Linked DNA regions of Mus musculus: regions 1, 2, 4, 5, 6 and 7 are each linked to region 3. The links are chromatin contacts, called in public promoter capture Hi-C maps. All regions are on one chromosome and are shown on one strand. Each heading gives the region's core, a stretch centred on a gene start, on an enhancer-like site or on the middle of the called end of the contact. The rest is flanking DNA. Distances are from core to core; before and after follow the strand shown. Region 1 overlaps Frmd4a (FERM domain containing 4A). Region 2 overlaps Frmd4a (FERM domain containing 4A). Region 3 holds the start of Suv39h2 (suppressor of variegation 3-9 2). Region 4 holds the start of Bend7 (BEN domain containing 7). Region 5 holds the start of Prpf18 (pre-mRNA processing factor 18). Region 6 overlaps Frmd4a (FERM domain containing 4A). Region 7 holds the start of Mcm10 (minichromosome maintenance 10 replication initiation factor).

What was found. Promoter capture Hi-C pulls out the DNA fragments that hold promoters and counts their contacts. Capture Hi-C pulls out chosen DNA fragments and counts their contacts.
Region 1: a promoter capture Hi-C map of embryonic stem cells shows a contact between it and region 3, with 3 times the contacts expected there. The contact joins the enhancer-like site here to the promoter of Suv39h2 in region 3. A contact is called at or near these places in 4 of 39 promoter capture datasets (the C10 cell line, HPC-7-derived erythroid cells, embryonic stem cells and 1 more), 3 of 115 datasets of contacts at active chromatin or transcription factors (all in embryonic stem cells) and 2 of 9 other capture datasets (adipose tissue and embryonic tail).
Region 2: a promoter capture Hi-C map of embryonic stem cells shows a contact between it and region 3, with 4 times the contacts expected there. The contact joins the enhancer-like site here to the promoter of Suv39h2 in region 3. A contact is called at or near these places in 5 of 39 promoter capture datasets (the C10 cell line, HPC-7-derived erythroid cells, embryonic stem cells and 1 more), 5 of 115 datasets of contacts at active chromatin or transcription factors (astrocytes, embryonic stem cells, large pre-B cells and 2 more) and 1 of 9 other capture datasets (macrophages).
Region 4: a contact with region 3 is called in a promoter capture Hi-C map of liver, with 5 times the contacts expected there. The contact joins the promoter of Bend7 here to the promoter of Suv39h2 in region 3. A contact is called at or near these places in 4 of 39 promoter capture datasets (embryonic stem cells, hippocampal neurons and liver).
Region 5: a promoter capture Hi-C map of embryonic stem cells shows a contact between it and region 3, with 4 times the contacts expected there. The contact joins the promoter of Prpf18 here to the promoter of Suv39h2 in region 3. A contact is called at or near these places in 2 of 39 promoter capture datasets (cranial neural crest and embryonic stem cells), 2 of 115 datasets of contacts at active chromatin or transcription factors (astrocytes and embryonic stem cells) and 1 of 9 other capture datasets (macrophages).
Region 6: a contact with region 3 is called in a promoter capture Hi-C map of liver, with 4 times the contacts expected there. The contact joins the enhancer-like site here to the promoter of Suv39h2 in region 3. A contact is called at or near these places in 8 of 39 promoter capture datasets (the 3T3-L1 cell line, embryonic stem cells, hippocampal neurons and 3 more), 3 of 115 datasets of contacts at active chromatin or transcription factors (astrocytes, large pre-B cells and stem cell-derived neural progenitor cells) and 2 of 9 other capture datasets (adipose tissue and macrophages).
Region 7: a promoter capture Hi-C map of adipose tissue shows a contact between it and region 3, with 3 times the contacts expected there. The contact joins the promoter of Mcm10 here to the promoter of Suv39h2 in region 3. A contact is called at or near these places in 1 of 39 promoter capture datasets (embryonic stem cells) and 2 of 9 other capture datasets (adipose tissue and liver).

Annotation. Positions count from the first base shown.
Region 1 is chr2:4,571,803-4,574,502 of GRCm38.p6, reverse strand. It overlaps Frmd4a (FERM domain containing 4A), which reads right to left. Exons shown (of 23, transcript NM_172475.3): 14 at 2,064-2,205. Among named protein-coding and RNA genes, the nearest start is that of Gm13179, 21 kb to the left of the region's middle. Within about 2 kb of position 1,427, at least 59 of the 459 cell types and tissues checked have an H3K27ac peak or open chromatin away from gene starts, as enhancers often do. A contact at or near this core is called in embryonic stem cells, where this site is marked.
Region 2 is chr2:4,548,025-4,550,868 of GRCm38.p6, reverse strand. The region is part of intron 11 of Frmd4a (FERM domain containing 4A); the gene reads right to left. Among named protein-coding and RNA genes, the nearest start is that of Gm39751, 36 kb to the right of the region's middle. Within about 2 kb of position 1,263, at least 18 of the 459 cell types and tissues checked have an H3K27ac peak or open chromatin away from gene starts, as enhancers often do. A contact at or near this core is called in embryonic stem cells, where this site is marked.
Region 3 is chr2:3,473,531-3,476,282 of GRCm38.p6, reverse strand. Suv39h2 (suppressor of variegation 3-9 2) reads left to right here and starts at 1,297. Exons shown (of 6, transcript NM_022724.4): 1 at 1,297-1,580. The coding sequence starts at 1,337. It also overlaps a transcript of Dclre1c not described here.
Region 4 is chr2:4,716,378-4,719,105 of GRCm38.p6, reverse strand. Bend7 (BEN domain containing 7) reads right to left here and starts at 1,275. Exons shown (of 9, transcript NM_178663.4): 1 at 814-1,275. The coding sequence starts at 874.
Region 5 is chr2:4,650,676-4,653,449 of GRCm38.p6, reverse strand. Prpf18 (pre-mRNA processing factor 18) reads left to right here and starts at 1,315. Exons shown (of 10, transcript NM_026045.4): 1 at 1,315-1,534. The coding sequence starts at 1,469.
Region 6 is chr2:4,508,629-4,511,489 of GRCm38.p6, reverse strand. All of the region lies in intron 5 of Frmd4a (FERM domain containing 4A), which reads right to left. Gm39751 (a long non-coding RNA gene) reads left to right here. Exons shown (of 5, transcript XR_865941.3): 1 at 1-1,147; 2 at 1,876-2,214. Among named protein-coding and RNA genes, the nearest start is that of Gm39751, 3.6 kb to the left of the region's middle. Within about 2 kb of position 1,584, at least 45 of the 459 cell types and tissues checked have an H3K27ac peak or open chromatin away from gene starts, as enhancers often do. A contact at or near this core is called in adipose tissue, hippocampal neurons and liver, where this site is marked.
Region 7 is chr2:5,011,102-5,014,139 of GRCm38.p6, reverse strand. It overlaps Mcm10 (minichromosome maintenance 10 replication initiation factor), which reads left to right and starts at 1,349. Exons shown (of 20, transcript NM_027290.3): 1 at 1,349-1,435.

The sequences.
Region 1 (2,700 bases), core at 178-2,677, 1.1 Mb before region 3:
GGACTCTCTGTAACTAGATAGGAGGCAGGTAGGATATAGCTCCAGGCTTTTTCCTCAGACTGGGCTTAACAGGAACTAGGGAACTCATTGCATGCAGTGTCTAAAGGACAAAGCGTTCCCTTTAGTTCTGCTTTGCCCATTCAGTGGGAGGCCGGGAGGGGGGGTGGGGCTGTAACTCCAGATAGACCCTTAGGATTTTTACAGTCTTCCTTGCAAACCTCTGAGCCTCAGAAGCAGTGGCCACCTGGCACATCTTTTATATGAAACAGCTTTGAAGAATTTCAGGCAGGTGCAGAATTAAGAGTTAGAGTCAATGTCCTGGAGGTCTGGCAGAGACAGATCCAGCTCTTGTGAACCTGAAGCCTATCTAATTTTAACAGTTTCTTTAGAACAAACAATGTGCAACGTGTCATATTATAAAGCTCACAAGCATGTGAACATATCACTGGGTTGTAGCCTGTCCAACATGGAGACCTGATCCACACTCTGTCTGCTCTATAGCAAACCCACGTCTCATTCCAGGCTAGTGTGCATTCTCCTGCCTTTAGCTCTTTTTGAGTGGGCAACACTAGCCCAGAAGCTAACTTGGGTTAGCTCATCTTCCTCTTTTATCTTTCCCTTTTCTGTTGTTACAGTTGTTTGCAGTCACTGTTTATAGCTCTAGCCCTGGAAAAGGACAGGAGTTTAAGGCTTCTTCATTTCCTAGCTCAGAGGGGCAAGGTGACATGGCTCCCATCCTCGTTAGCTTAACTGTCAACTTGACACAGCACAGGATCATCTGCCTGTGTCTGAGGACTGCCCAGATCAGATCAGCCTGGGATCATGTCTTTGTGGGCTTGACTGGCGATTGATGAGGGAGGGCTCCCTCTACTGTAGATGTACTGCCATCCTTAGGCAGGTGGGTCTGGGCTGCATAAGAAAGCTCGTTGAATGCCAGCCTGGAGAACAGAATAGTAAGCCGAGTTCCTCTGAGGTCTCTGTTTCAGTTCCTGCCTTGGCTTCTCACTCTGACTTCCCTCAGTGGTGAATGGTTAACTGGAAGTGTAAGAGGAAACAAACCCTCCTTTTCTCCTCATTGCTTTTGGTCACAATGTTTTAGCACAGTTTAACACTTTAGAAATCAGACTAGAACAGCCACCTAAATTCAACAGGGTTTAAACAGCTTTGGAAGGAGGCATCGGCTAGTCACATTTGGCTCACAAAACATTCTGTCTTTCTCCCTCTGACCTCATATAAACCCAGGCCTGTCATGTCATTTAAGCAAACAGCAGCATCCCCCACTCTGACTGATTTGGAGGCTGGGGGTTGAACTCAGATCCTTGAGTGCGCTAAGCAAGTGCTCTACCAATGAACCACTTCCTTGATCTCCACTCTTGAAGCCAAGATAAATTTGATCTGGACCTCCTAATCTTTAATGCCAGAATGACCTGCCTGATGCGCACAGATGGTAGAGAGCTGGGTGTGGTGGGGCACACCTTGGAGCCCAGCACTAGGGAGGCAGAGACGGGTGGATCTCTATGAGTTGGAGGCCATCCTGGTCTTCAAAGTGAGTTCCAGGACAGCTAGGACTGTCGCAGAGAACAACCTTGTGTTAGGGGAAGGTGTAAGAATTAGGGAGTAAAACCAGGTGGTGACAAGGGCCATTCCTTTGTGACAGCAAGTCTCATTTACTCGTTTACCCTGTAAAGCCCCAGATGTCTCCTTGGAAACAGAATGTCCTTGACCAGGATAGCCTCCCTCTTAAGGGAACACAAGCAAACCCTACTCTCTGCCTTTGGAGTTGACACTCAGGATGATAGTTAATGATTACATCAGCCAGCATTCGAAAAAACCCCATGAGTGAGTGCCCTTAGAGGGCACTGACAATTTGTGCCTCACTGAAGTTACACACATCTCCCTCTGCCCCTTGGGAAATATTTCTTAGACCCATGTTTGGCTTCACACTTTGGTCTGACGACTAAAGCCAGCTTCTGGACAGCATATGCAGTGGCCTCCTGTGCATGGTGTCCCCACGTCCCTGGGAGGAAGCCATCTGTGGACAGTGTCTCAGGCGCAGGCCCTACCTGAGGACAGCAGACTCCCACTGCTCCCGCTGATGATCTTCCCCTTGCTCCCCATGTTGGCCAGCTTTGAGGTCTTCAGGGTCCCTGTTTCCGTCAGGTCAATGGCGATCTCGCTCAGACTTCGGGCCGCATGGATCTTGGACTGGAAAGGGGAGGTGAACAGGTTATGGAAGAAAATACTTGCCTACTTGTAAGCCCGAATCCAGGTGGCTCGTAAGCTACACAAACTGGAATTCACAGCCCATGAGAGCACGGGCTATAGAGCATAGTGGGAAGAGTGTGGTCTTTGGGAAAGGCAGTTAATCTCATTGAGCCTTATTGTTCCTAAATATAAGCCAGGGAAGTTACCACCTACTACAGAGTGATGCACTGGAGCCAAGGAGACAAGCTGTGTGCACAGCATCCTCTCCCCTCCCTCTAATTCCTTCCCCTTCCTCCCCTTTCTTCTCTGCTCGACAGAGCAACAAATGAAAAATTGTGTCAGGCCAGTAATCCTAGTTACTTGGGGGAGCTGAGGCAGGGAAATTATAAATTTACAATCTGACTGGGCCAATGAACAAGTTCAAAGCCAGTTCGGGTGACTTAGTGAGATACCTGTTCTAAACATAAAAAGTAGAATGAAGAGGTATAGGTCATG
Region 2 (2,844 bases), core at 14-2,513, 1.1 Mb before region 3:
CACCCGTGTGGACTGAAAAGAAAGGCAGCAAGGGAACGAGGGCCCTTTAAGGACCATTATTTAACAGCATCTTGTTTGTATATTCACACCCCTGGTGCTTCAAGAACTGCCCTTCTTGATGACAAGGACAGGTACTTCCTAAACCGGTTGAGCTGATTTTATTTACTTGTTTGTGTATTGGTTTGTCAAGACAGGATTTTTCTGTATAGCCCCATTTGCCCCGGAACTCACTCTATAGATCAGGCTGGCCTTGAACTCAGGGATCCACCTGTCTGTCTCCGCAGTGCGAGGGCTAAAGGTGTGTTCCACCACTCAGAACATGATTTTATTTTATTGTCTTGAAACTTGTAGCCCAGCATGGGCTTGATTGCCGATCCTCTTACCTTTTCTTTTCAAGGGCTGGGGTTACACTGTGCACAGCTACGCAGTGCTAGTGAGCACTCTACCAACTGAGTCAATCCCTAGCTCCTCCGGACCTGGTTTATGTGGAAACTGGGGGAGGCTCCTTACATGCTGCTGAGAATTGAGGTGCAAGACCTCTCCACTTGGACAGGGATCTGGTTTGAGGCTGCTACATTGGTGGCAGGAAGCAGATCTCCGGCTTGCTTCCCGGCCAGCTAAAGGATGAACCCTTTGTGTCGTGCAGGCTGCTCAGCAGCCATGCCTGTCACTGGCAGGAAGTAGGCAGCTTGGTCTGAGGTTTTTGCTACAAGATCTGACCACCCAGCTTTTCTGAGGCATGCAATGGCCTGGGCAGAGCCTCCCTCTCTGTAGCTGAGGTCCTGGTTGCTATTCTTTTATGGATTTCCCTGCTGGAGCCATGCCTTCTCCAGAAAGAAGATGCTAAGTTCTAGGAGTGAAGACTTCAACTCCCATATTCCAGTCATTCCAGAATGACTGGTCCTAGGGTTCAAGCTCTGGTATCCCATTCCCCTTCTCCTCCCCCAGGAGGAATTCTGAAGTGGTCGGGTCAGTTTGAAGATTTCCTGAACTTACAGGGGCTGGGGAGGGCAGAGGAAAACAACCGAGCATGCTCAGCAGCCTGCCCTGAGCTATGTCCTCTCATCAGGGATATTCCTGTAATCACAGGCTTCCCAGCCCGGTCTGGGTAGTTCTCCCAGGTAGCTAGCTCTACCCACCCCTCTGCCTAAGTCATCAGCATCCATTGCTGCAGCTGACCTTTCACTCAGATGTCTCCGCCACGCTCAAGCCTAGGGAATGTACAGTGCTTGAGGCAAGTCAGTCTCTCACCTGCTACCCAGTAACTGTAGGCTGAGTATGTGAGTAGAGAAAGAACTGGAGGAAGGAGTCACGGCAAACCCAGTTCAGAGACGTGCAAGGTCGCAAGACGGCATGTGACCACAGCGCAAGGTCGCAAGACGGCATGTGACCACAGTGCAAGGTCGCAAGATGGCATGTGACCACCACGTGCACTAGAGCTCCAACTCAGGCGGCTTCCACAAAGTAGGGAACACCGATTAAGGCGGGTGCTTCATTAAAGGTGCACTTCCAGGGTTAGGAAGGTAACTCAGCCAGGAAAGTGTTTGGTGTGGAAGGATGGAGACCTGAATTTGAGCCTCGGAACCTATGCATGTTGGCACGGAAGTACCATCCTAGAGTCGGGAAGGCTCTGGGATGTGCTGGTCAGTCAGCCTAGCTGAACCTGTGAGCCCCGGTCCAATGTTTTCAAAAAACAAGATGGAAGGCACCCGGGGAACAACATTCAATGTTGACTTCCACATGCACATGCACCATACGCACATATGTGTATACACAGGACCACCCTCCCTCAACTGCACATGGCATGCGGAAGGGGCAGTCACAGCCAGACCAAGAGGAAAGAGTGGTCAAGAACTCAGCTTCCTATTTCTACTCAGTGTGATCCCCCAAAGAACGAGGGATGTCTATAACCCCAGAATCCTGGAATTCTCCTCCTGCTTGGACTGAACAGCTCATCGTGTGTAGAAATTGCCTGTCTGCTCAAGGTTCCTTCTCAGTACAATCTGAGCAGGGCAGATCCCAGCAGTAGATTCTTGGCTGATTAGCAGGATCTGTTGCTTAGACTCTGCCTAGTGAGGAAAACTGTATTTATTGGGTCCTAGCTGTGCTGGGGATGGGTGTTAAACAGGTTTAGCAGTTTTTAGGGAGGTCGGGGCACCCTGGCTTTCCCCAGTGAACCATGCTGATTAAGAAAAATCTTTCCAGCAGTGCACAGCTCATCAGCAGTAAGCTGCTGCACTCTTCGATGATTGACACCAGGGTTTCCCAATCTAACACTTTCCGCTTCTATAAAAGAGAAAGTGTCTGGTGGCCTGAAGGATCCCAGGAGCGCAATCTTGATTGCCAACTGTCACTAGCTCTTGATTTCTTTTTAGTCCAATAGTCAGAAAACAAAGCCAAAGGTCAGTCGAAATGGAAGCCATTTTTAAATGTCCCCTCGCCTTTCTTCTCTCTTTCTTTTTACGTGCAGAAATAAGTGGTAAAACGTTGTGGGCTCCCTTTCCGCCCTCCCTTGCAAATGTCTCAGTGTTTCAGTGGTGTGAGTGCCTGAGACCCTTCCTTGAGAGTTATCCAGTTTATACTTAAGTCCCTTAGGCTACTGAACACATATATGTTTGGATCTCTTTAAAATTGGCACTGGATTGCAACTATTAGGTACTTTACTCCAATTGCATTTTATTTGTTTATTTGTTTGTTTGTCTTTGCCCAAACAGGATCTTGCCATACAGCACTGGCTGGGCCAGTACTATGTAGTTCAAGCTGGCTTTAAGCCCACAGCAATCCTCCTGCCCCAACTTCCTAAGTTCTGGCATTATAGATGTGTGCCAAGCATGGTGCTTAGTA
Region 3 (2,752 bases), core at 48-2,547:
TGGATCTATCAGACAACTGCTATTCCACCAAGCTATCCTCTGCTTCCAGCATCCTTTGCCAATTTTTAAAATAAAACTTAGCAAGACCAAAAATATTTGTAAGACTCTACCCTGACCGTTTTTTGACAAAAGCTTTTAAAGAAGAGCTAGAGAACAAAGCCAGACAGAATGCCTGAGTGGCCTCTGAAGAAGTAACATTTGAGTTAAATCTAGTCACGTGAGAGGGAGCAGCACATGAAGGGGAGTCAGTCAGTTCTTTGATCTAGACCGTGATTTCCAGTTTAAAGTGTTTATTGGGGGAGAAGGGAGCTTTGGCTAGCACCTGTAATTCCAGCTCACCAAAGTGGAAGCAAAAGGGTCAGGACTTGAACATGCTTCTCAGACAAAGCAAGTCTGAGGCTTGTTTCATTTTCTGTTTTAAAGTCTCCTTAGCTGGGTGGGAAGTGGCTGGAAGGGGAGCAATGGAGAGGTCAAGGCAGCTAGGCTGTTTTGGCTGAAGAGAAGACAGGCAGTATGTGCTTGTGAATAGCATTGACATGACTGGCTTACAGAATTGCCGATGGTCTTTTGTGTATAATGGTTCCTCTTACAAGTTTTCAGATTTACAGTGGTAAAACCGAGAACGACCTGACTCTCCCCAAGCATATATGGCTAAAACCTGCCCTCAGCTTAAGTCTGTTAATGTTAGTAAGTCCTTGTCCTAAGTGTACCTTTTACGTTTGCCTTAACTAAGAGGGTTCTTGGCGGGGTTGGTTGGATTCTCACAATTGTCAGGCTTTTCCTTTGAGTCCAGCTGCTACATGGCCACATCAACTCATCAGAATCTCTTTGAGTGGTTTAAACAGACAGCACCTCTCCAGGTGAACCCAACATGCAGTCAAATTTTAAGATCCTGAGTCCTGGTGGTGTGGAGTGAAAGGAAAAGTAGTGGGGCTTCGTTGGGTTGAAGTGCTGAGGAACAAGAGTGGGAAAGGAGCTACCTGCGCACACTAACCCCGCACAGCCTATTTTGCGTTTTGTGGCGGGCACGTCAGGTCTTTGTGAAGCGACTCAGGGGACCGCATGAAGAATCATGGCAAGCGACCTCCGAAGTCAAAGCGAGTAACAAGCCAGCGACGGGCAGGGCCAGTTTCCACGGAAGGCCCCGCCCCTTCCCGCCCCCACCGTGCGGCGCAGGCGCGGTAGCTACCACCGCAGGGGTCGGTCTCCGCTGACGTCAGAACGCCTCGCTCCTCTCAGCCTCCCCGCTCCGGAGTCCCTGGCGGGCCGGGGCGGGGCGTGTGGCCAGCTGAGTTCTTCGGGCTGACCGCGCCAGTTTGAATGAAAGCTCCGCAAGATGGCGGCGGCCAGGGCCAAGGCACGGGGCAGTGAGGCAGGAGCGCGGTGTCACCGGGCTCCAGGTCCGCCCCCGAGGCCCAAGGCCAGGCGAACGGCGAGACGCCGCCGCGCGGAGACCCTGACGGCGCGACGCTCGCGGCCGTCTGCGGGCGAGAGGCGCGCCGGCTCCCAGCGAGCGTGGTCCGGAGCTCCGCGGGCCGCGGTCTTTGGCGACGAGTGTGCACGAGGTGCCTTATTCAAGGGTGAGCAGGAAAGCACACGCGCTGCGGCGGTAGCGGTCGCCACCTCCGAGCCGGGGGTTGGGGGTGGTGGCGGGGCTGAGGTGCGGTGCTGGAGAAAGGGAATCCCCTGGTGCCTGCGTTCGAGCGGGTCTGGCCTCGCCGTGAAGCGCCTGCACACGCAGCCCTGAGCTCCGGGAAACTTTGGGGGGCCCGGCTGGAACTTGCAGGTTATTTCTGTGGATGCTGAAGCCGGGGCACGCAGTGCGCGTGCGTGCGCTCGAGTCGCGCGCCCTTTGAAAGTCTGGGTTGTGCAAAGCCTTCTGGAATGAAAAGGTTGTTCTCCAGCTCTTTCCTCCGCTCCACCCAGATGGTGACACTATTATTCCCGTAGGTAGCTCTTGCCTCCTTGAAGCGTGGTGGGGATGGGATGGTGGAATGGTTTTTATAAACGGGATGTTATAATCTAGACAATGAGGCGTTTTCCTCTCATCATTTTTGGCTGTGGGATTTTGTAAACCAAGTGTTGGCAATTTTTCTTTTTAACATTTCGAGATGCCCCCAAAATGTAGCATTTCTGTTGCGAGGGGCGGTGCATTGTAATTACACGTAACGCTTCGTTATGACGTTTTCATACGAATATATGTACGTTGATCCTCCGATTCAACACCACCCTCCATTATAGTGTTGTGTTTTCAGATTCTCAGCTAGGGGTAAAAATTGAAAAGATAAATAAAACAGCAAACAACTTGGTTACATAAACAAGAGGACTCTCCTTTGCAGATGATTAGCATAAGGAGATTAGCATTAAGACAAAACAGCCTTAAGATTTTTAGAAGCGATTTATGAGACGTTTTTTACAGCTTTCTTGTCTCCAAACCGCCACACCTAAGCAAATAAATGTATTCTGGCAAATTTGAAGGAAAGTCTTTTTGCAGGTGCCAGAAATATGAGTTGTTTGCAGTCACTGGAGTTCGGAAGCTATCCTCACTGGTTTCTGACAATGAAGTCCTTACTGGGAAGGATGAGGAAGGACTGCGGGGAAAATTTGAGCGGTTACGCTGTCCCTTCCTGGAAACTTACCTTAAAAAGGTTTTTGCCCACCACTTCGGAGAACTAAAGACAGCTTGATGAGTTAGAGATACATTTTCTTTGGTCACCTCTGTTCTCAACAAAACACACTTTTTTCCAGTGAA
Region 4 (2,728 bases), core at 26-2,525, 1.2 Mb before region 3:
GTTGGGGGGGGGGTATCACCATTCTCGATTATTAAGGTGATACATTTTGACAGGTGTTTCTTGTCCGAGTTGGCACCATTTTTTAAAGACTCAAATCAGGAAGATGGACTCGAACAAGAAACAGAACCCAGAGGAGATACTACTCAACTTTCTCCTCCCCGGACAAAATAAACGCCTATAAAGAGTGTGCTGTACACCTGTTAGTCGGCAGGACCAAGCTGGATTTTTCTTTATTTCTTGTGATGCGACACTTGTCTGACTGGTATACGAGATAATCTTAAAACTACCTTTCCACCCAAATCACTCAACTGGAAAAGATGCTGTATGTCAACAATTTCTGCCTTGAGCTTCGATTCCCTAATGAGCTGATTCTTCTTAAAAAGAACAATGATCATCTTTTTCTCTCCTCCTTCTCTTTGCGTGGGGGAAGGAAAAAAAAAACGAAAACAAAAACAAATCCCAGTCTATTCTCGGCCTGCCGGCCAGGCAAACCCTCAGCCACCCCAGCCCAGCGGCCGCCGTGGCGGCGGCACCCCAGAGTGGGCTCGGCTCCCCGGTGTCATTGTTTGCTAATTTCCTGACGTGCCCTCCGACTTGTTTACCTTCAATAACACCCGGTGGGTCCCCCTCAGGCACAACTTTCCCCGCGGCGGGGCGTGTGCGGCCCGCGGGGGGCCCGGGTTCGGGCGGGGACGAGGGGGTCGGGGCGGGCGCGCCCCCGGCGTGGAGCCCGCGGGCGGCCGGGGCGCGCGGGGCCGAGTGCGCGGAGCGCGGCGCCGGCTTCCCGCCGCTGTCCCCGGGCCGGCAGCTTACCTCGGCTCACCAGTTTGAAGCTCTGGGATTTCCTGCTTCTTTTCCTCTCCGAGAACTCCATGGTGCGGGCAAGGTGGCGGCGCGGCAGGAGACTGAGGCGGCGGCTGAGGCGGGCTCGTGTCACCGCCGCGGAGCCGCCGGGACCAAGGTCCGCGTCGCGATCGGCGGGGGAGGCCGAGGGACGGGAGGAACCACCGCGAGCCCGGCCGGGGGTTGCGCGCCCGGGGCGAAGTTGTCCCCGCGCGCGGCTCCGCCTCCCCGGTGTCTTAGGCGACCCCTCGGTGCCCCTTCATGCCGCCTCGCTCTTTCCCGAACGCAGCCCGCCGCAGCCCAACTTTCCGTTGGGAGCGGGGCCGGGCTGGGGCGCGGAGCTGTGGGGTGCTCGCCGCGGCCCGCCTGGGCTCAGCCTGCGGACGCGGCCCGGGGGACGCGGCGAGCCGAGGGAGGGCGGCGGCGGCGGGTGCGGAGCGGCGGCCGGGGCGCTGACCTCCCCCGCGGGAGTAGGGGCCGCGCCGTCGAAGGGGGCGGCGCCGCCGGGACCCCGGGACCACCTGCTGGCGGAGCCCGGCCGCCGCCATCCCCCGGGGGCCGCCGCCACTGCTGGACTCGGCCGTGCGGCGACCCGGCATGGGCCGGAGGCCGCGCGGTTCAGCGTCCGGAGCGGCCCGGGCCCGTGGAGCTGCCCCCCCGGACGGACGCCGCGCTCTGCCCGGCCTCCCTCTGCGGCTCCCGGAGGCGAACCTGCCTTTAGAAATAAGCCAGGGATCGTGGCTCCTTGGCGGCCAGCCCTCGCTCTGTCTGAGAGGCGGGCGGTGCCAGGGCCAGACGCGGATTTTAGGCAACTTTTAAGAGGGGGTGAAGAACTTACCCATCCGCGCTCTTGGAGCAAACAGAGAGAAATTTGAGCATGTACTGCTGAGAAGACTATGGGATGGAGCGAACATCAATTCTTATCCCCACCCTGGGGACTGTAGGGGAAGTTATATGCAAAGGGGGTGCTTGGAATGGTGTTTTGGGGAGAGGAATACTAGAGGTGAGGAGTGCAAGGGGGTGCAGGCTCTTAGGGAAACAGTGGTCATAGCAGGTGCATAGACTCTGCCACTTGACGCAGAAATACCAAAATAATTGCCGTCCGCCAATGGCCATTGGGAGTTTTATGTAATCTTTTTCTCTGGGGAGCCAAGTGTGCACTTACTGTAGGCGCCATTTCTTACCACATGTTTTAAGTGGGAATAGAAAAGATTTTTTACATCACCTGGGAATGGTAGTGTGGAAACATGATCTGACACGCTTAAAAGTACGGCCTCCAAATCTACGGTTTCTAGACCAAAGTACAAAGGGGAAGAAGGGATGGGCTGCTGCTCCAACACCTTAGGAAGGTCAGGTTGCTCCAAAGAATGCAGAGAAAAGGGGGGAGGGGGCTGGGGTGGGCTGTCTTGATGAATGATTGAGGTTAGTTGCACTCAAATGGACAGCCGTTCAAAAGCCACTCTGATAGAACCTTGACGTTAGAAGCAGGGTGACTACCAAGGAGCAAGCAGTGCAAACATGCCTGGGAAATAAAACCAAAGAACCGGTGAGCAGCAAGCCAGCTGGAGACAACAGGATAGACACGGGTGTGGATAGACACGGGTGTGGACACCCGGCAGTGTGGACACCCGGCTGGCCGCAGGGAGACCAAGCGCTTCATCCAGCTCTAAAGCAAATCACTTTAAGAGGGGATTCATTTTTTTTTTCCTACTTCTTTGAGATTATGTTAGAGGCTGAGTCCTTTTCCCAGAAAAGTGTATGGAAGAAATGAAATTGTATTTGGTGAAGTTCTTTGATCTCTTTAGAGTTAAAAGATGCAGTGAAGGGTTCAGTATGATAGTGGTTTGGGCAATAATCCCACTTGTTTCTTCCCCCACCTCCATTC
Region 5 (2,774 bases), core at 66-2,565, 1.2 Mb before region 3:
GGTGGTGTGGTTGTGAACGTGCGTGTGTATACGTGTGTGTATGTGGTGGTGTGGTTGTGGTTAGAGGATGACTTTGAGAATCTACTTTTTCTTTCCACCATGTGGGTTCCCAGGGACTGCACTCAGGTCATCAGTCTTGGCAGCAACTATTTTTAGCTGTTCAGCCATCTTTTTGGTCCTCAGATATCTTTTAGATGAAATATCCTATTTCACACACAGACACACACACACAGTATAAAACTTTCTTTTCTTTTTTAAATTTGTTTATTTATTATATGTAAGTACACTGTAGTTGTCTTCAGACACCCCAGAAGAGGGCATCAGATCTCATTACAGATGGTTGTGAGCCACCATGTGGTTGCTGGGATTTGAACTCAGGACCTTTAGAAGAGCAGTCAGTGCTCTTAACCGCTGAGCCATCTCACCAGCCCCAGTATAAAACTTTCTAATGAGCAATCCTTTCAGTTTTTATTTTGATAAACCATCTTACCTACACTTGAGTTTGAATTGAATGTTATTTCACTACTTCTAGAATAGAAAAATGTAACATAAAATATTGTTGAATTATGACAACTAAAAACAAAGATGCTTTCATGGCATGGAACCAAGAATAGATATGTTATAAATGGTTCTAAGATTAAAAAAAACAAAACAAAACCAAAACTCTGCCAAGTATGGAGGTCCACTCTGCGGTTGGGGCAGGAGGATTACTTTGATAGCAAGAGTTTGAGACCTGCCCAGGCAACACAGTGAGTGCCTGAATCACAATAAAAATAAAAACAAATCAAAGTAGAATTTCAACATATTTTTTCTTGGGCTAGGTTATAAGAAAGAATGATTATATTCCCAATCATCATTGAAAATCTTCATTGCTGATTGCATAACCAGAAAACACAATAAATTTACAGGGTGTTGAATAGGCAATTAATAAACACTGCCATTTTAAAACTTGTATTATTTATGTATTTCTCATTCTCTAGTATGTTAGCACTCTTGGCAAATAAGTAAATTGAGGAACTATGAAGCAAACTTTAGGAGTATACAAGCTGGTTCAATCGGGCACAATAACCATTTAAAGAGACAAACAGTTGTTTTTTTTTTTTTTTTGAGACAACTCAGAAATCTGCCTGCCTCTGCCTCCCAAGTGCTGGGATTAAAGGCCTGTGCTACCTTTGCCCGGCCTTTTGTTCTTTTCTACCTGTTACTGAAATCACAAGTGTGTATCTGGAGGGTTCCGCTAGGGGGCAACAATACTCAGCGGTTTTGGCCGCGTTCGCGCCGAGGGGCGCTCCCTACCTTCCTTTCGTTCATCCTGATTTCCGCCGGAAGCGGCTCCGGCAGTTGTTGTTTTCCGATAATTGGGCTCTGGTTGCTTCGTGGTTTGTCCTCTTCCCCCTCCCCTGGCGGGTGAGGTTACCGCCGAGGAGCTGGGGAGTCAAAGTGAAGACACTTAGACCCTGGGAGCGAGATGGACATCCTGAAATCCGAGATTCTGCGGAAGCGGCAGCTGGTGGAGGACAGGAACCTGCTGGTGGTGAGTCCCGGAGCTGTGGTTCGGGCTTGAGGGTGGTGGACTGTGCTTGCGGTGTTGGCGGGAGGGTGATGGTCCTGAGAGGGTCTGGGGCGGGCACGGGGCTGACAGATCCGCCACTGTCCCGGGCAAGCTGCTGGCCCAGGGCTTAGCAAGGGGCAGAGTATGGATGTCAAGCCTAGTCTGGCTCACTTCGGCGGCGCTTGCTGTCCTAACCAGTATCCGCCGCAGGCAGAGTGATAAAACAGCATACTAGTCATTGTCAATTCCAAAGCATGTTGCAGAGTTAGTCGGCTTTATTCCTAAGCGATCTGGCACACGCCATAGAGTGCAGAGTTTGTTCCTCTTTGTGTGCGTGTGTGTAAAAATCTTGTTTATTAGTCAGTGACTTTTGACAAGTGCAAACACCTGTGTAACCCATTCTCCATGAGGAGATAAAATAGCAATGTCCACTTTCCAGTCCCTGCGTGGATTACCCACCGAAGCAACTTATTTATACCTCAGTTTTGCCTGCTCTAGAATGTCACATCAATAGGATGTACATTTTCATATGGAGCTTCGTTTGATTAGAATGTTCGGGGTATTACTTTGCTGTGTGTGTGTATGTATGTGTGTGTGTGTGTGTGTGTGTGTATGTATGTATGTATTAATTTTCTGAAATTGTATTCTGTTGTCTGAGTAGATCTGGTTACCCATTCTCCTAGGGATGAGTGTTTGAGCTGTTTCTCAGAATTGGTTGAGCAGATTCTGAGCCCTATCCCTTTGGAACCGCAGGGTTACAGAGTACATGCATGCCTAAGTCATTCAAAATGTTGCACATCTATGAGCTATGTCAGAGGCTGGCTAGTCTGCACTGTTGCCCGCGGTTTATGTTGCCTGTCTTTTTGGTGGAGAGGTTTCTGTATGGTTCTAAATCTCATCTTCTTGATAATTTAAGTAATTCATGTGTGACTTTTTTTTTTTTAGATACTTACATATTTTTTTGTGAAGTGTTAAAACTGCTTGCAAACTTAAATTAGGCTAGTTATTAGTTCTCCGGACTTTAAATTAGGTTAGTTATTCTCCATACTTTAAATTACGTTCGTTATTAATTCTCTGGACTCCTTTATGTATCCCACCATCTTCTTTGATAAGTATGTTTTCTGGATATCAATAATAGTGCCTTTTGAGGAATAAAAGCTCTGTGTGTGTGTGTGTGTGTGTTTATATTTATGGATTGGGGGAGAGCATGGCAGGGACCCTT
Region 6 (2,861 bases), core at 335-2,834, 1.0 Mb before region 3:
CTATACCACTGGCTAGCCTTAAACTGATGGTAATCCTCCTGCCTCAGCCTTTCAGTGCTGTGATTAAGGCATGATGCCCAGTACATCTTCCTTTCTCGTCCCGTATCACTAGATCTGATACCGAGTGGCTGAACAAGAGGGAAAGCTGGGAGAGACTTAGAGACTAGTCTGTTAGCTTAACACCATTTATTTTTTTCTGAGGATAGAGTCCAAAAACTTGTGACTTGCCTCAGACCATGAGGACCTTAATGGCAGTTATTGTGCCGGAAAACCACAATTTCTTGTCTAATATATGGCCTTATCTTAGGACTTGCCCCTTCCAAGTTAATAAGGTCTCAGTCCCAGCCAGCACCCTCTCAGAACAAAATTTACAACTGAAGTTAGCACTGAAGAATAATTTAAATTGAGAGTTATTTTGAACTACAAGCCAAACTCTGATATATGGATTTTCTAATTAGTCTTGGGGGAGAAGGGGGGGTGTCTAGGCTTGTCCGCCATAACTCATGACACTGTATTGGAGCAGTCCACATCTTTTGAAGAGGGGATATCCTCAAGGTCTCAGGCCAAGGAATTCTAAAGATAGACAAAGATAGTTGCTACTCAGCTCAAGGGAACTAACAGCCGTCTTTCTACCATGTGGAGGACTAGAAGACAACCATTCTTTATGTGTAACGAGCCACAGCAGCTTAACCACCTCTGCAATTCATCTGCCTGGTCAGAGCTGGGATGTGGGAGAATGTTTGCAATGGCAGTTGTGGGACTGCCAGCTCCCGTAACATGACAGAGTACAAACATGTTCATAGAAACTCTCCAGGGTTTCTGCAATAGATCATTTCTAGCTTTATTCATTTCCTTTCCCACTGATCACTTTGCTAAAGAGCTCATGGTACTTGGAAGCACATTGTGTGTGTGTGTGTGTGTGTGTGTGTGTGCGTGTGCGTGTGCGTGTGTGTGTGTGTGTGTGTGTGTGTGAGACATGTGAGCCCTTCTGTTAAACATTTACATCTATGGTGTAGTGAATGGTCAACAGGGGGCTAATGGTTAACACCAGCTGGGAGACTTATCTCATGTGTAACTCAAAATCAACCTTTGGCAGACAGCCCCGAGCAGGAGTTTGGTGTCTCACAATTTGATTCATTTGCTAGATGTAAGTTGTCTGTGTGGGGAAAGAGAGGTGGGGGAAGGGAGGAAGGAAGGCCTTTGCTTTCGCACAGCCCATTCTGCAGGTCCTGTGGGTGAACATTCCGTATAGTGCTCTGCCAGCTATAGCGAAGCTTTAAGCAACAGTCGTAAACGTGTGACCTAGTTTAGGCAAGTTCTTTCTCATTATAGGTGTCCTTAGGGTAAGTGGAAATGAGTGTCTTTAGGGTGAGCTTTCCCTTTCCCTTCAGATGAAGAGAGTATAAAACACCCAGAGTCAGAATGTGTCTGGCAATAGAGGAAAGGGAGCCAGGATGAGAGGCCTCAGACTGTGCACACAGAGCAAGGCTGATGGAGGAGGCTGTGCCGCTACTTCTTAGGATCCCTAGTTACTATTTACTGAGTGTAACAGTCACTGGACGCCCTCCCTCAGAGGAGTCCTCTAGAGAGAGAATAGAGGAACCAGACTCGGAACAGTAGGAAGACAGGCTGGCTCTCGGCTGCTGAGAGCTTGTCTATTCTCCAAGCTTTTCTCCCTTGTTTGGAACGTTATTTATTCCCAAGCAGTTCATGCCTTACATATAATTTTCAGACATATGGTACTGTATATTCTCCCAAGTTTTAGTTCAGTTCCCTACAGCCTCCCTGCACAGTGCGCTTCCTGTCTTCTACTTTAATACGTTCACTATTTCCTTATTATAAATAATAACCCCCCTTTGCATTTCTTTTTTCCAGGTGATTACACTGTTAAGATTTTGCTGGAACGAAACAGAGTCTTTGAGTTTCTGTTCACTTCCCGAGTTTCCCCAGAAAGCCGAGTCCACCACGGAGGACTAGACAGATGTCCCAGAGATCTTCCTGCCAGGTTCCAGCTGCCACGTGACATACAAAAGATGACTCTGCTTTTCCCTCGGCTGGCTTTTAGCTGGCTTCCCAGGCAGTAGATCCCTACCTGTGCTTTTCCAGCAGAGAAACAAACTGATCAAGATAACAAACAGTATACAAAGCCCCGATACGTTCCCGAGGCTGTGGGCTTTCCCTTGACAGAAGACAAAATGGAGAAGCAGGGGAGAGGTAGGAGGCTCTTCAAGAAAGAGCTGTGAGAGGCTTCCACTTGGCCACCTGCAAAGGCTGGTGCTGTGACATTCCTGTGGCTTATCGCATTGATAGTTCTGTGTTGGAGCCTCAATGGTTCCAGTGTCACCTGAGGAGGAGGGGCTCCTGCTGGGTCATTTCCTGAGCCAGAATCTTGCCTGGGAATCCAGGGTGGTGGCAGACATGTGATAATGTTCTATTGAGAGGGAATGCTGTATCTTTTGGCTACTGAAGCCATGATGTATGTATTTTGGGCCTCTTTCCCTCACTACTGAGTGAAAGGGCATCATTCCCTTTGCTCTTTGGAAAATGGTATAGAATGACAGAATGTGGTTTGCTGTAGGTGTGTACAGGCATGCATGCGTGCATTCTTCGTGCAGACGGACAAGATGGACAAGACGGACCACTTCCATTCACTCAGCCCTGCTTTATCTAAAGCGATGAAGCAACTTCAGGAGGAGGACCCAGGGCACTTGTCAGCAGCTTTATGGTGGCTTGGTGGCTATCCACTCTCTCTCGGGAAGATTGCCATCAGAGAATCTTGACATGCTCCAAAAAAACCAAAACAACAACAACAAAAAAAAAAACATGCAACGGGGCCTCCTGACCTGGTTCAGAGGGTTTGC
Region 7 (3,038 bases), core at 100-2,599, 1.5 Mb before region 3:
GCAGTGGTGGTGCACGCCTTTAATCCCAGCACTCAGGAGGCAGAGGCAGGCGGATTTCTGAGTTCGAGGCCAACCTGGTCTATGAGTGAGTTCCAAGACAGCCAGGTCTACACGGAGAAACCCTGTCTTGAAAAAAAAAAAAAAAGAAAAAAAAAGGACTGGCCTATCTAATTATTGAAGTCTCTTTATCACTGTGAAATTTTCATACTAGAATTATTCCTAATCCTGAGCCAGGAGCACAGGCTTTGATAACGATGAGATGGAGAAGAAGAAAACTCCGTGTCCAGGCATCAAGATTCTTTGCTTTCTAGTCACACACTGGGTAAACAGAGTGGAGAGATAGAGACACCAATGCTGTCTTATCTCAAATCAACTAGTGGATGAATTCAGACTCTAAAGAGTGTCACTTGGAGGTGCGTGTGGTCACTGTAATCCCAGCACTCTTGAAGCTGAGGCAGGTTTCAAGAATCCTAGGCCAGGGGTGTGAATCCAGCTCCATGGCAGTGGCACAGGGCATGCTTAGAATCCATGAACCCCGTTATCCAATCATCAGCACAAAGGAAAAGGAAGAGGGGGAGGGAGGAGGAATCCCAGGACACTCTGGATCCTGCTACATACTGTTTTAAAGTAATCCAGGCAGGCACTCTAAACCCAGTAGGTGGGAAGCAGAGTCTTGAGTTCAAGGCTCACCTGATCTACACAGAAAGGTCAAGGCCAGAGCTTCTTGGAGAGACCCTGTCTTAAACATCAACAAAACTGTGCATGGAAGTCTTTGGAATTATGGAGGGTAAATATTCTGCATTTGGAAAATGGTTTTAGACCTATGTATAAATACTTGTAAAGAAAAGTTTGAATTTTACTGAAGAATGATCTGATAAATTATTCTCAACTCTGACATAATCTAGTTCCCTGAATCTGCACTATTCTAGGGATATTGTTTTCTGCGTCCAAAAATATCTAGCCTTTCCCTCGTTTACAGGTGTAGAAACAAAATCTGAAGAAATGGTAGTTCCTGTAGGTCAGACAGAGTGAAAAGTAGAAACTTTCATCTCTCTCTCTATTCAAATCCTAATATCTAAACTGGACATAGGAGCAGCAAAACTGGTTGGGACTTCAATAAGTTTACTTCCAGCAGGGAAACCAGTTGAGTGTTAACTTACAGAGATGGGCTGGAGCTCTGCTATGTGAATCTTAATTATGGGAATCTGCAGCCTCACCAACCGGAAGTTCTTTGCCCATAACAAAGATGGCCAATCAGGTTGCTCTACTGAGAGGCGGTGCTTCCCCCAGCCAAGGATCTGTGTGGTCCAAGAGTTCCGGTGGAGCCAATCAGAGCGTCCTCCACAAATGAACGCGTCGACGTCAGAGTTGGGCGGAGCCCAATTTAGTTTTTTGGCGGGATCCGCTGTGGACCGGGAAGAGGCCCGGGTCTTAGGTAAGCGTCACGGGGTTTGCGTGTGTCCGGAACTCTGGGCATCCACGCAGGGATTGGGGTCTGAGGGAGAGGCGCGGGCTCTGAGGGGCAAAGGCGCCGAGATCTGGATCCAGCGGAGCAGGCGACCTTTGGCCGAGGCTGGAACGGGCAAGGCGCCGGGGCTGGAAGATGGAGGGCTCGAGTGCTTAAGGAGCCCGTTTTGGGTTGTCTTCTCTTTTCTCTTCTCTTTTCTTTTCTCTTCTCTTCTCTTCTCTTCTCTTCTCTTCTCTTCTCTTCTCTTCTCTTCTCTTCTCTTTTTTCTTTCTTTTTAAATATTGGTTGATTATATGTAAGCTGTCTTTATACACACCAGAAGAGCGCGTCAGATCTCCTTACAGATGGTTGTGAGCCACCATGTGGTTGCTGGGCTTTGAACTCAGAACCTTTGGAAGAGCAGTCAATGCTCTTAACCGCTGAGCCACCTCCCCAACCCGGTTGTTTTCTTTTTTTAAGAGCGCCCTTTTATTTTTGTTTTTTAAAAGTTTATTTCTGCCGGACAGTGGTGGTGCACTCTGAAGAGGATCCTTATAACAAGCACACAGTGGTGGACAAATGTGCAGTTAACTAGGGCAGAGGGGCTCTAGAGGGAACCTTCGGGGTATGGCCGACTAGAAAGGCTCAGAAATTAGCTAGTTGGAGATGAGAAAGTACTCTAAAAGAGCTTTCTAGACAAAATGCCTAAGCTGAAAACAGTTCAAGAAGCTGAAAGCAAGCTAATCTAGCAGGAAGATGCAAACACAGGGAATTGAGGAAATAGAAACAAGGAAGAAGGTACCCACCCATTGCTTCTCAGGCGGGCATTGTGGATGTGGTTCTAAGGATAATTGAAAGCAGCAGAATGTAAATAAGTATACCGTAAGCCAGAACAGAACAAGTTAAGCACAATTGCCTGGCCTACACGGTAGGGTTTATATCTGAGGAAACACTAAAGCAAGGCAGAAGGCCATATCCAGATTCGGGGTGCACCAAAACCCAATCCTTTTACCAGAGTGGGTTCTATAGCCATGCTCCCACATACAACAGGAACAAACATGTCTTATAAATTGAATGCAAATGTTTGTTGAAGGAGGCTGGAAATCAGGTCCAAGAACCATCCAGGGAGCAAGCTATACTTGAGGTTAAAGGCCCTCTCTCTGCCTTTCCCCTCTGGGGCCTCTCTCAGAGTTCGTTCACTGTTTGGCAGAATGGCCAGGGTTCTGACAACCTGCTTCCACCTTCCCCAGGACTGCAATTAAAGGAGTTTGATACCATACCTAGCTTCAATGTTATCTTTCTATCTTTTTTTTAAAAAGATTTATTTATTATTATATCTAAGTACACTGTAGCTGTCTTCAGATGCACCAGGAAAGGGCATCAGATCTCATTACGGATGGTTGTGAGCCACCATGTGGTTGCTGGGATTTGAACTCAGGACCTTCAGAAGAGCAGTCGGTGCTCTTAACCACTGAGCCATCGATCCAGCCTTTATCTTTCTATCTTACTTGTTCTGGTTAGCGTGGAAGTCAAATCCTAACTCGTGGTAGAGCTATGTCTCTCCTGCTTCAATGGATAAAGTAGACCTCAG